3 separate regions of the Mus musculus genome follow, and regions 2 and 3 are each linked to region 1. The links are chromatin contacts, called in public HiChIP or PLAC-seq maps. All regions are on one chromosome and are shown on one strand. The core of a region is the stretch at or near the end of the contact, and the rest is flanking DNA. Distances in the headings are between cores, read along the strand shown.

Region 1 (3,361 bases), core at 246-2,745:
CCTGAAATTTTTGATATAGATATTTAAAAATATGGTTTATAAAAAAGGGATTTTCAAGTTACACCTGGGAATTTTTGAAAAGAAATGAGATTTATTTGCAATAAACTTTGTCCAACTGCAGCATTCAGTGGCTTCTATTTTCCCATGTTCAGACTGTATGCTGCATGAGATCCGGAGAATGGAGACAGTCTGGTAGAAAAGCTTCAAGCAGGAGCAGGCTTCACCTGGGCTGCTTCTAGCTTTGGGCTGTGAGCCAAAGAGGCAAGCATTAGATGACCCCCTCCCCCCAGCTCTGTGGCTAAGGCTTGGGCTAGAAATCCCTGTTTTTGTCAACCTCCACATCACATCCAAGACTTAACCATCACTTTCCTCAGAAGAAAGACAACTAAGTTCAGTTTTAAAATAACAGCGTTGTCAGGCGGGCTGTCTGCATGTGAGCAGTGGAAAATTAGAATCGAGCAATCCGTCCCCCCACAACCCCCGTGGCACACACATGTGAAGCACACGCGCGCTCGCGCGCGCGCGCGTGCACACACACACACACACACGCGAGTAGCAGTCGGTTAAGAGGAAAGGGTGATACCTTTTTAAAAACCGAAAGGCAGTAAGCCATTATTAGCAAGAGCTATATTGAGCGTGCTTGTCAGACAGGCAACAAAGCCGAGCTCCAGTTCCGCCCAGACATGTGCCTTGCCATTTTCATTTTAATCAGCCTGCTCAGGATGGCTGCTGATTCATTTTGCAGGATGTCCCCCTGGGAGCCAAGGTGGAAGCCTCCGGCGGCGGGTGAGCTGCTCTTGCATCTAGGCAGGATGCAGCAGGGCACACAGAGGGGAGAGTGAGGAGGAGGCTAGCGGGAGGGGAGCTCACCCACAGGCTCACTCCACAGTTCAATATGGCTAGTTAGCCGGTCCTTCATGAAACCGTATCTGCTACTGCAGAAAATATAATGAAAGAAAGAGAAAAGAAAAGAAAAAACTGTCAAATTGTAGGATCGTCATTTCATTATCTAGCAACTACGCCCCCCCCCAACCCCACCCCTGGACATTAAGTGGCTTGGACTGCTGGTTATTCTCATGGTCAGCGTATACATAGATGCACACACACACACACACACACACACACACACACACACACACACACACACACACACACACACACACATACACATACATACCTGGTAACTAGCTGGGGTGGTATACCTGATTTAGCTGCAGACTTTGATTTGTAGGACTGACAACCTTATTATGCAGTGAGCTTATTATTGATATTATTCTGCTCTCGGTTGCCATGGCCACCTTGTGAGAGACATTCAATTTTCTCTCTTCCATCATCATTATCTATGAGGCCATCTGTTGTGGAAAATGAATTCAGCCTCATTTGCATGACTGATAAGCAATTTTTTTTTTATCTATTTAACAGAAGGTCATATGCCGGGGATTTGGAGCTCGTGAAAAAAAAAAGTGGAAAAAAAAAAAAGCCTAGGAGAGGATGAGTGGAGCTGCGTGCATTAGGGGCTGGCTGTGGAGGTAAAGCAGATCTCTTAGGCCCGCTAGCCTCTCCTGCTGCATGTGTCATTCCTGCCCGCGCGACATTTTCCCCCTAAGCTACTGCACACAAAACAGAGCGAGAAAGCTTCTCCCTGCAGTCTTCTTGGAGGCCTCCTGGTTTCTCACCCATTGTTGGTGGGTGTATTTCAATTTTTTGATTCCCTGGACTGTGGGTTATGAAATCAATGCTGCTGAAGACAAAAGCAACCTTCCCTGCCTCTCGGTGCTATGCGTGGTCCTCCTCGGCCTCCCACTTGTGGGGGAAAGGGTTTTCTCTTTCTTTCTGTGTGTTTTGAGCCAGCACAGTTACCAAAATTGAACTTGCCGTCACTTGTGAGCGGTGTGGTCATGGTGTGAGGTACGTGATGCTCGTTAGGTTAATTCTTTGGACTCAGGGGTCAGGATCTGTTTTTGCTGTAGCTCATGGCTTCTGCTGCAGACCTATTGTTCGTTCCTTTTTAAAGTTATTTTTATAGCGTGGCTGGTGGCTGAGAGGTTCCTGAGGTACAGGTCTTCAGTCCTCAGAAGCTGGTCTTTAGAGCAAAAATGGGTAATAGATTGCATGCCTGAACAATGATTTTTGTTTATAAAAAGAAATAAAAAAAAATGAGAAAACCGAAAAACTTACTGCATGTCTGGAGGTCGGTGATTTGGGCTGAAGTAACTTCCTGAGAGTGGCTAACTTCACTTTACAAACAAGGAGGGATTTTAAGCAAGGGCTGTGGGAATGTTAGCTACTCCTGAGGCACTGTTGTCTTGGTCTAATTATAGAAAGAAAGTTTGTTGATGTTTATAAAACTGATAAACTCAAATAAAGATTTTAAACAATAACCTCAATGTTTGAAGTTCATAAAAACAAAACAGCACCTAAGTTCTAGCAGAATATGGTTTTTTAAAAATCACCTCATAAGCAAAAAGTTGAGTCTTCACACTCTACTTTCCAGGTAGATCTGAATAAATAATAAATAATATAAATATTCACCTGAGTGTGAAATATACAAAATATACAGTAGAGTTTGACCAGAGCGTTAATTTAATCACGACAAATTTCTTATATCTTGAAACTATATATGCTATCAATCATGATGTTGTTAATTTAATTGGGATAAAGTGATTTGTTTAACAACTCTTTTGTTCAAGTGTTTATACTTTTTGCTAACACCACAAACAAAAGCTCCCATAACACTTTCACAAGCATGAGAGAGTCTTTCTAATTGTTTAACTTTATAAAAGAGATGCAGCTTTTGAAGTGAGAAAGTCAGGTATATTTTACATGTAGATAGACATGTTTACTCTAAAAATGGAAGTATTTTATTCAAAATTCCTTTTGAAAACAATATTATAAGATTAACTTTTAGTCTACCCCAAACTATGAACCCAAAGTACTAATGGTGCATTTTAAATACAAGTGTGCAGCATGCATCCGCCTCAAAGAACTTTATTGTCTTTCCTTCCTCAATTGACCCAAAGGAGCATAAATGATTGAATTGCTTCAGTGTAGTATAGTAAGTCATTTGGTTGAAACTCTCCTTAAAGTTATGCTTCACTATTACATTTTATTTATTGTAATATTTGTTTATGGTAGACCACTGCAGGGGTGTTTGTATGTTGATACACTTTTAAAAACTCTTGCTTCGGCCCCCTTCTCCTAATCAGTCATTTAAAATATATTTTTAGCTTGAATGTAGGGAAAATAAATTAACATTAAATATTAGTTACACAGTTCAAAGCTTCAAACTGTAAAATGTGGACAGTCTGTGAAGACTCCTGAAATGATTTCCCTCAGAGGACTACCAGCAGGGTGGTGGCTG
Region 2 (2,934 bases), core at 127-2,626, 270 kb before region 1:
GCACAGTGAAGTAGATAAGGGTCTCTCCAGTGGGCTCAGGGTAAGAGGTTCTAGGGAAGGGGAGCAGGAGACTCTGGATGGTCATACATTGATCATGAGGGGTCAGGGGTTCATACAGAAGGGCAGTCAGGGATGTGAAAGACATCTAAGGGCAGAGAGCCTGGAAACACGTTTACTGTGACGATGGCTGTCACTATGGCAACCACCACATGTGTTTTCAGCTGCAGGATAACAAGTCTACTCTAAAGACCCTTTGAGGTAGTTTATTGCCCTTTCCCTTTGAGACCTGGAAGATGGAGTGGCTCATTGGATGTCAGCATGTCCAGCTAGAAATCAGGCCCTCTGTCCTAAAATTGCTCATGTTCTTTACCCTGGCATGTACTGGCCATATGGGAAGCACACAGGGCTTTCCAGACAGAAAGCACCAGAAGGACTCATTAAGGTCTGAACAGGGCTGGGGTTTGCCTCGGGAGGGGTGATGGGGTGAAGCATTGCCCCAGGGCTAGAACCCAGCCTCAAAGCAATGGAGGGAGGAGGCTGAAGCTGCAGTAGTTTTATCGAAGGAAGTGCAGATGCCTCCCAGCAGAAACACTAGCTGGGTCGGCATCCTGGAGGGTACAGGAGACTGAGGCTGAGAGGGGCTGTGCAAGGCACACAGAGTAGAGTACAGAGTCTGTGGTCTAGTTGCTGTTTCCCTGGGCCGTGTGTCACTGTGAGATTCGAATTCTTTATCATCTGTCAGAAATCTATGAGGATTAAAACCAGCATCCAAGACTCAGCCATTGTTCAGGAGAAAATGGCTGAATGGGACTGCATAATGTGGAGTCCAGCAGTGCGGGCACTAGGAAGGGAAGTAGACTGGCTGACAGCTACTGCAGATGCAGGCATCCCGAGACAACAGCAGAGTCTCTATGGACTGTGTGGATAGGTCTATGGCCAAAGGTCAGAGTACAGACTTCCCACTAACTTCAGGACCTTAAGGTCACCTTAGTGTGAGGTGCAGAAACAAAGCATGAAGAGTCAGAGGCGAGCTGCAATGGGGCATCTGTGAAGCAGGGCTTGATTTAGTTGGCAGGTCAGAGGCACAGACTAGCACATATACCTGCAAGATTCCTTAACCCTCTCTCCAGGTCTCCGAATGTTAATTTCTTGTATGCACAGCGTATCACGCAGCTCTTCAAACCACACCTCTCTTCGCCGCTAACTCCAAATGTGTTTCGCATTTCCCCTCCAGACTCATCGATCCTTTCTTCCAAAAAAAAAAAAAAAAAAAAAAAAAAAAAAAAAATTGCCCGAACCAGTGTTAGGAGCTGCCTCCCACAAAGTGTTAAACAGCAGCAGAGGGCTGGCAGCCTTCCAAAGCACTGAGGCTGCAGGCAGGCGGGCAGGCTGGCTGGCCCCACCAGGGGAGGCATTTGCAACCCTGGTCGATGGAGGCACAGAGGAAAAGGTTGGCCTTTCTGGAGAGGTTTCTCCCATGCACAGGCTGCCGGCTTCAGATCCATTTTCTCATAAACCCCAGACTCGGCCGTGAGAGGCTATAATCTGAGGGTTTAAAAATGCCAAATCCAATCTTGGGGGATGGAGAGCACAAGATGAACTGCTCCCAGGCCTGGCTGTTGGGAGGAGCACAGGACTTCCCTTATCTGTTAGCTGTTAGCCCAGCACCAGCAGTCTCAGGCAAGGGCTTCAGGTTTATCACCTTGCCACCTGGAGGACACAAAAGTCAGGGCCCCTGGTGGGCAGTTGCTGCTCTGTGGGTCAGTTGCCACCTCTGTCAAGGGCAGATAAGAGCCAGCCCCACTCCACTTGGAGTTGTGTGGAAGGCAGATGTGATTTACATGGTGTGTGCATTTTATAAATGGAAGCAATCTGAGCAATCAAGGTAATATAAATACTGCCTATTTGGGGTGTAATGTCTCCTCTTGTAATGGGACTGCTTCAGTGTATTTGTTTTTCTTTGAAACCCGTTCTCTCGGTGAACACATTTTTTTCGTAGCTTCGTTCTTCCTTTCATTTAAGTCTAAAGTGCCGTAGTGTGGCTACTTTTGAAGAGCGCTCTCAATGAGCAGGGAGTGGATGCTCTTTGGAGTTCCTGGGCTTGAGCTGAGGCACAGACATTAGCATGAGGGGCCAGAGGGTCCTCAAGTCCCACTTCTGACTCTTGAGCCTCACACAGCACAGCCAACGTGATTTGAGCTTGTTTTCTTGAACAGCATCCAGAGATCTCTGCAGCAACCATTTTGTATAGCAGTAGAGACCTCTGACTATTCCCCAGCTCTGGCCATGTTTGGCTTTGCTGCTAAGCCTTTATCAGATCTCAGAGGCATACTTACAAGTCACTTAGTAGGGAGAAAGCAAAACCCTTTCATGTGTTTATGTGTTTATTTTTCGCATTAAGTACACACAATCAGGTTGACATTTTGAAAATGCAGGACATGGTTTTGGAAACAAAGCACAACATAATGTGTCATCTCATTCCAGAGAGATGAAGGTTACGGTAGGCCTTTGTTCCGATGACTTCTGTCTTCATGTATGGTGTTATTTATTCTTTTATCTGTATAGAGTGGAGGCCAAACACTTGAGAAAACAGCTTAAACAAAGAAGCACTCATTGTATATCATACTTTCAGAAGGTCCAACCCATAAGTGCTTGGCTTTACCCCCTTGAGCCGAGCGTCATTGTTGGTAAAAGCATGCAGTAGAGGGGCCCCTGTACCACAGGGCAGACAGGAACCATAGACACAGAGGTGGAGAGGAGGAACTGGTTCAAAGGCACACCTATTCTTCAGCCTGCTTCCTCCAGTTAGATCCTACACCCTAAAGTTTGCAGGACCCCACAAATAGCACCACCAGGTGGCTCCCAGGGTTCAACACATGAATCTATGAGAGACTTTCATCTCCTACTGTAGCATGTCCCTAGTCCCCAAAGCTT
Region 3 (3,330 bases), core at 257-2,756, 410 kb before region 1:
AATACTAGCAAAATTAATCCTGTGGATCCTGGGGTGTGACTGTGCATGCAGAGTTTAGTGTTAGCCTTCATGCCAGCATCCACTGGGGTTTTGGAGTGTGTCTTCCATAGATGGACAGGACTTCATTTTCCCATTACAAGTCTAGCCTAACAGAGGCCTTCTAGAATCCCTATCACTGCCTCAGGAAAAACATTTGGGGGCTCCGAGTAACCAATAGCTGATCTCTAAGGGCTCTGGATTTCAGGAATTTAAATCAAGGCAACTGCAGGGTTCTAAGGGAGCCTGCCTCTTCTTCTAGGTCTAGAATACCATGGATGAGACAATGTGGCTCTGTCTCTACTCTGTGTCTTCCGGGATGTCTGAATGTCTATCCTCACACCATCCTCTCTTCCTAGCATGATGTCTTTACTCTAAACACACAGATACTGTGGATTAGGACTCATCACAATCACATCTCAGCTGATGACTTTTGCAATGTCCAAATGGACACTGGCAGGGAGGACAACAGCATGTACTTTTGGACATGTTTATATTAATGTCTACCCTAATCCCCACTCCCACCCTCCACCCCTGTCCAGGGAGGATAGGGGCAGACTGAGTGAGAATCCCTCTATGCCCCATAGATATGTAGCCTGAGAGAGGTATCTGGCAGCCAAGACTCACTTGGGGTGTTCCTGAGTTTGGAGAGTCCTAGGGAACTGGGGATGGGGAATAGGAAGGGAGAGAGAGGAGAGAAAGAAGACTGAGATCCCATGGTTCCATATTTAGAAATAATTCTGATGATATTTCCATGAGTCATAGTTAAGGTGGAACCAGCCAGTTAGATGTCCTCATAGAATGAATGACCTGATTGTGAACTGGTCCTAAAATGAGGTGGGGTCTTCAGTCTCTGTGGTCCAGTCCCAGATGAACTTGGAATCAAAGAAGCCCTTGAGAAATTCAGTTCTCAGGCTGTCAGGCACATACCCTGATACTCATACAATCAAGCCCACAAGTGAAAAATTTCAAAGTGTAACTAGGAAGTAGAGTCTGGGCTTCTCGATTGAGATGGAGACCTGTCTACTCTGATTAATGACTTCCCCCTTTAAAAGTCTCTTTGTCCAGGTGATGGAGTCTGAGAGGTCCTCGCGCATATCCAGTCTTACTTCTATTAAAGCCTGGGTTCATTAAAATGAAGGGCCCCTGCACTGCATAGCAACAAGAGCTGTTAGCAGTGAATTTGGCTGGAATTGACAGGAGCCCTGGGGGAGGGAGGCTTACTGATGGAGAGGGAGGGTACCCAGGTCCACAGCGGCATCAGTACTGGCATCAACACTGACTTCGTAATTTTGTTCAGAGAGGTCCCTGAATATCTCCAAATCCCCTTCAAAACAACAAAGGGTAATGTCTGGGTCTGTGGATTACAGAAATCCTGAAATAATTAGCTCACTTAGCAGGGCTTGTCCAAGCACCTGCTGCTGTATGCAGGCCTTGTGGAGGAGGGGTGGCTCAGGGGACAGGAGAGACCCACAGCAATTTCAAGCTCCTTGTAGTGACATACAGGCAGCTGGTCAGGCTTCTATGCTGACACACTGGGGACTGAAGGGAGTCCCGAGAGAGGAATGGGGCCATTGCCTCACAGTGAGGAGTGAAGGGGGAAGACGGGCATCAGAATTGCCCAGAACTTGCTCCCTACATGAAGCTAGATTACACGGGAACACAATATCTTTCCAGGAGCAAGGGTGCCCAGGGCATTGGTGGAGATCCTGTATGCACACCCTTGGCTCTTCTCTCGGGCTAGCAGCATAGAAGGTTTTGACACTGCTGGGTTGAGACTCCTATTGGTGCCTGTCCTGAAAGTGAAGTTTCCAGTCTTCATGCACACTGGCCACCAGCCTCCTAGACAATGAACATGGGTGTTTTAAGGATTGAGTATTCTAGGAACATCTGAAGCATTTCAAGAGCAGTCCAGCAACGCAGGAACACTCATCTGGAGCCTGAGCCCACATGTACTGACCTGTGTAAGACACTGGAGGTCTCCTCACTTCTGAAGGAAGGTGGCCTGCACCCCAGTCCTCCTTAGCACTTGCAGGTCTTGGCTCTATCTGCCCTTTAGGATGCTTTTTAATTTTTATGTGTTTATGTTTTTATTAGTGTACATTAAGTGTATCATGGATGTCACTATATTTTCATACATGTATATACTTTGATCACATCTCCTGCTGTCCCTTCCTCTTGCCTCCTTCCCAGTCTTTCAGATCTCCTCCCTATTCTGAGCTATTCTCCATCCTACTTATCCCACTGTGCGTGTGTACCTGTTTGTGTGTGCATGTATGCTCACACATGTATGTGTATCAGAATGTATGTATGTGTAGCAAGAGTTACAGAAGCCTGAGCGCCAATCTGTAGCTCGAAGACACCAAAGGAAATGTCTTTCTGTCTCCGGCAGCCATCAATTGTTAAGGATGCTCTAAACCACCACCAACAGCAGCCTTTCTGTTCACCCCTAGAGCACTGTGGTTAGGGAGACAAGCAATCAATGAATACAAGGTCTTTGGGGGCATGGCTCTCTGAAGACCAGAGCAGATTGAGGGATGGGGGGAAAGAGAAGGAGAAGGGGAGGGGGCAAGAGGGTCAAAGATGGCGGCAAGTAGAGAGGGAGAAGGAAGGGAGAGAATTAGAAAGCAGCAGCTCTGGGGTGGGGTGCAGACAGCTCTGAGACACCCTTCAGGTCTGCAGGCTCCTCGGCGGCCAGTGGTGAGGGGTGGAGGAAGCAGAGGGAGACCACATCTGTTCTTGCCAAGAGCTTTGCCCTTGTAGTGTTGCCTGTAGCACTGGGCCTAGGCCTGGTGACCTGGGGATCATGGCGGGCCCAGGTATTCATGGTTGTAGCTGCAGGTGTGAAGACCACTGGTCTTTGTTCAGTGTCTAGGCCTACACAGTATGAGAAGGAAGGTGCTCTTACGAAGCAGCTGAAAGTTGGTGCTCCCTAGATCCCAGCTACTTGATACCTCTTTCCCTTCCATAATCCCCCCTCTGCCCAGGGTCCCTTCTGTTTGCCATCTCCACAGCTCTCTACCCTGTAGTCTATCCAAAGTTTCTGTGCCTCACTACCAGGCTTAGACTCCAACTTGGTGATTTTTCTCCCTGTGGTCAGCTTCTGTCTCAGTTAATTGACAACCTCCTCCCAAGCCCGTCTTCCACTTAGGATTTGTGGCCTGAACCAAGGACCATAGGACAAGGACAGGAGATAAGACCTTTGGAGCACAGCAGCGGGGGGTGGGGTGGGATGGTGGGGGTTGGGGGGGGGGAGGGAGGGGTAGGTACATTTCAGGGTCGTTCACAGTTTTT

What was found. HiChIP or PLAC-seq counts read pairs in DNA pulled down with a chosen protein or histone mark.
Region 2: an H3K4me3 HiChIP or PLAC-seq map of forebrain shows a contact between it and region 1, with 4 times the contacts expected there. The contact joins the enhancer-like site here to the promoter of Myt1l in region 1. A contact is called at or near these places in 2 of 39 promoter capture datasets (embryonic stem cells and liver), 2 of 484 Hi-C or Micro-C datasets (the N1E-115 cell line and forebrain), 11 of 115 datasets of contacts at active chromatin or transcription factors (SST interneurons, VIP interneurons, astrocytes and 8 more) and 2 of 9 other capture datasets (adipose tissue and liver).
Region 3: an H3K27ac HiChIP or PLAC-seq map of VIP interneurons shows a contact between it and region 1, with 4 times the contacts expected there. The contact joins the enhancer-like site here to the promoter of Myt1l in region 1. A contact is called at or near these places in 5 of 39 promoter capture datasets (the 3T3-L1 cell line, the C10 cell line, frontonasal cranial neural crest and 2 more), 9 of 484 Hi-C or Micro-C datasets (the N1E-115 cell line, brain, cerebellar granule neurons and 3 more), 7 of 115 datasets of contacts at active chromatin or transcription factors (SST interneurons, VIP interneurons, embryonic forebrain and 4 more) and 2 of 9 other capture datasets (liver and pancreatic islet).

What each region holds. Positions count from the first base shown.
Region 1 is chr12:29,526,889-29,530,249 of GRCm38.p6, forward strand. It overlaps Myt1l (myelin transcription factor 1-like), which reads left to right and starts at 1,496. Exons shown (of 25, transcript NM_001093775.1): 1 at 1,496-1,908. Gm20208 (a long non-coding RNA gene) reads right to left here. Exons shown (of 4, transcript XR_381405.4): 2 at 1,178-1,352; 3 at 584-935; 4 at 70-246.
Region 2 is chr12:29,257,010-29,259,943 of GRCm38.p6, forward strand. All of the region lies in intron 1 of Gm31569 (a long non-coding RNA gene), which reads left to right. Among named protein-coding and RNA genes, the nearest start is that of Gm31569, 53 kb to the left of the region's middle. Within about 2 kb of position 1,377, at least 79 of the 459 cell types and tissues checked have an H3K27ac peak or open chromatin away from gene starts, as enhancers often do. A contact at or near this core is called in the N1E-115 cell line, SST interneurons, VIP interneurons and 3 more, where this site is marked.
Region 3 is chr12:29,119,980-29,123,309 of GRCm38.p6, forward strand. No RefSeq gene overlaps it. Among named protein-coding and RNA genes, the nearest start is that of Gm31333, 20 kb to the right of the region's middle. Within about 2 kb of position 1,507, at least 12 of the 459 cell types and tissues checked have an H3K27ac peak or open chromatin away from gene starts, as enhancers often do. A contact at or near this core is called in VIP interneurons, where this site is marked.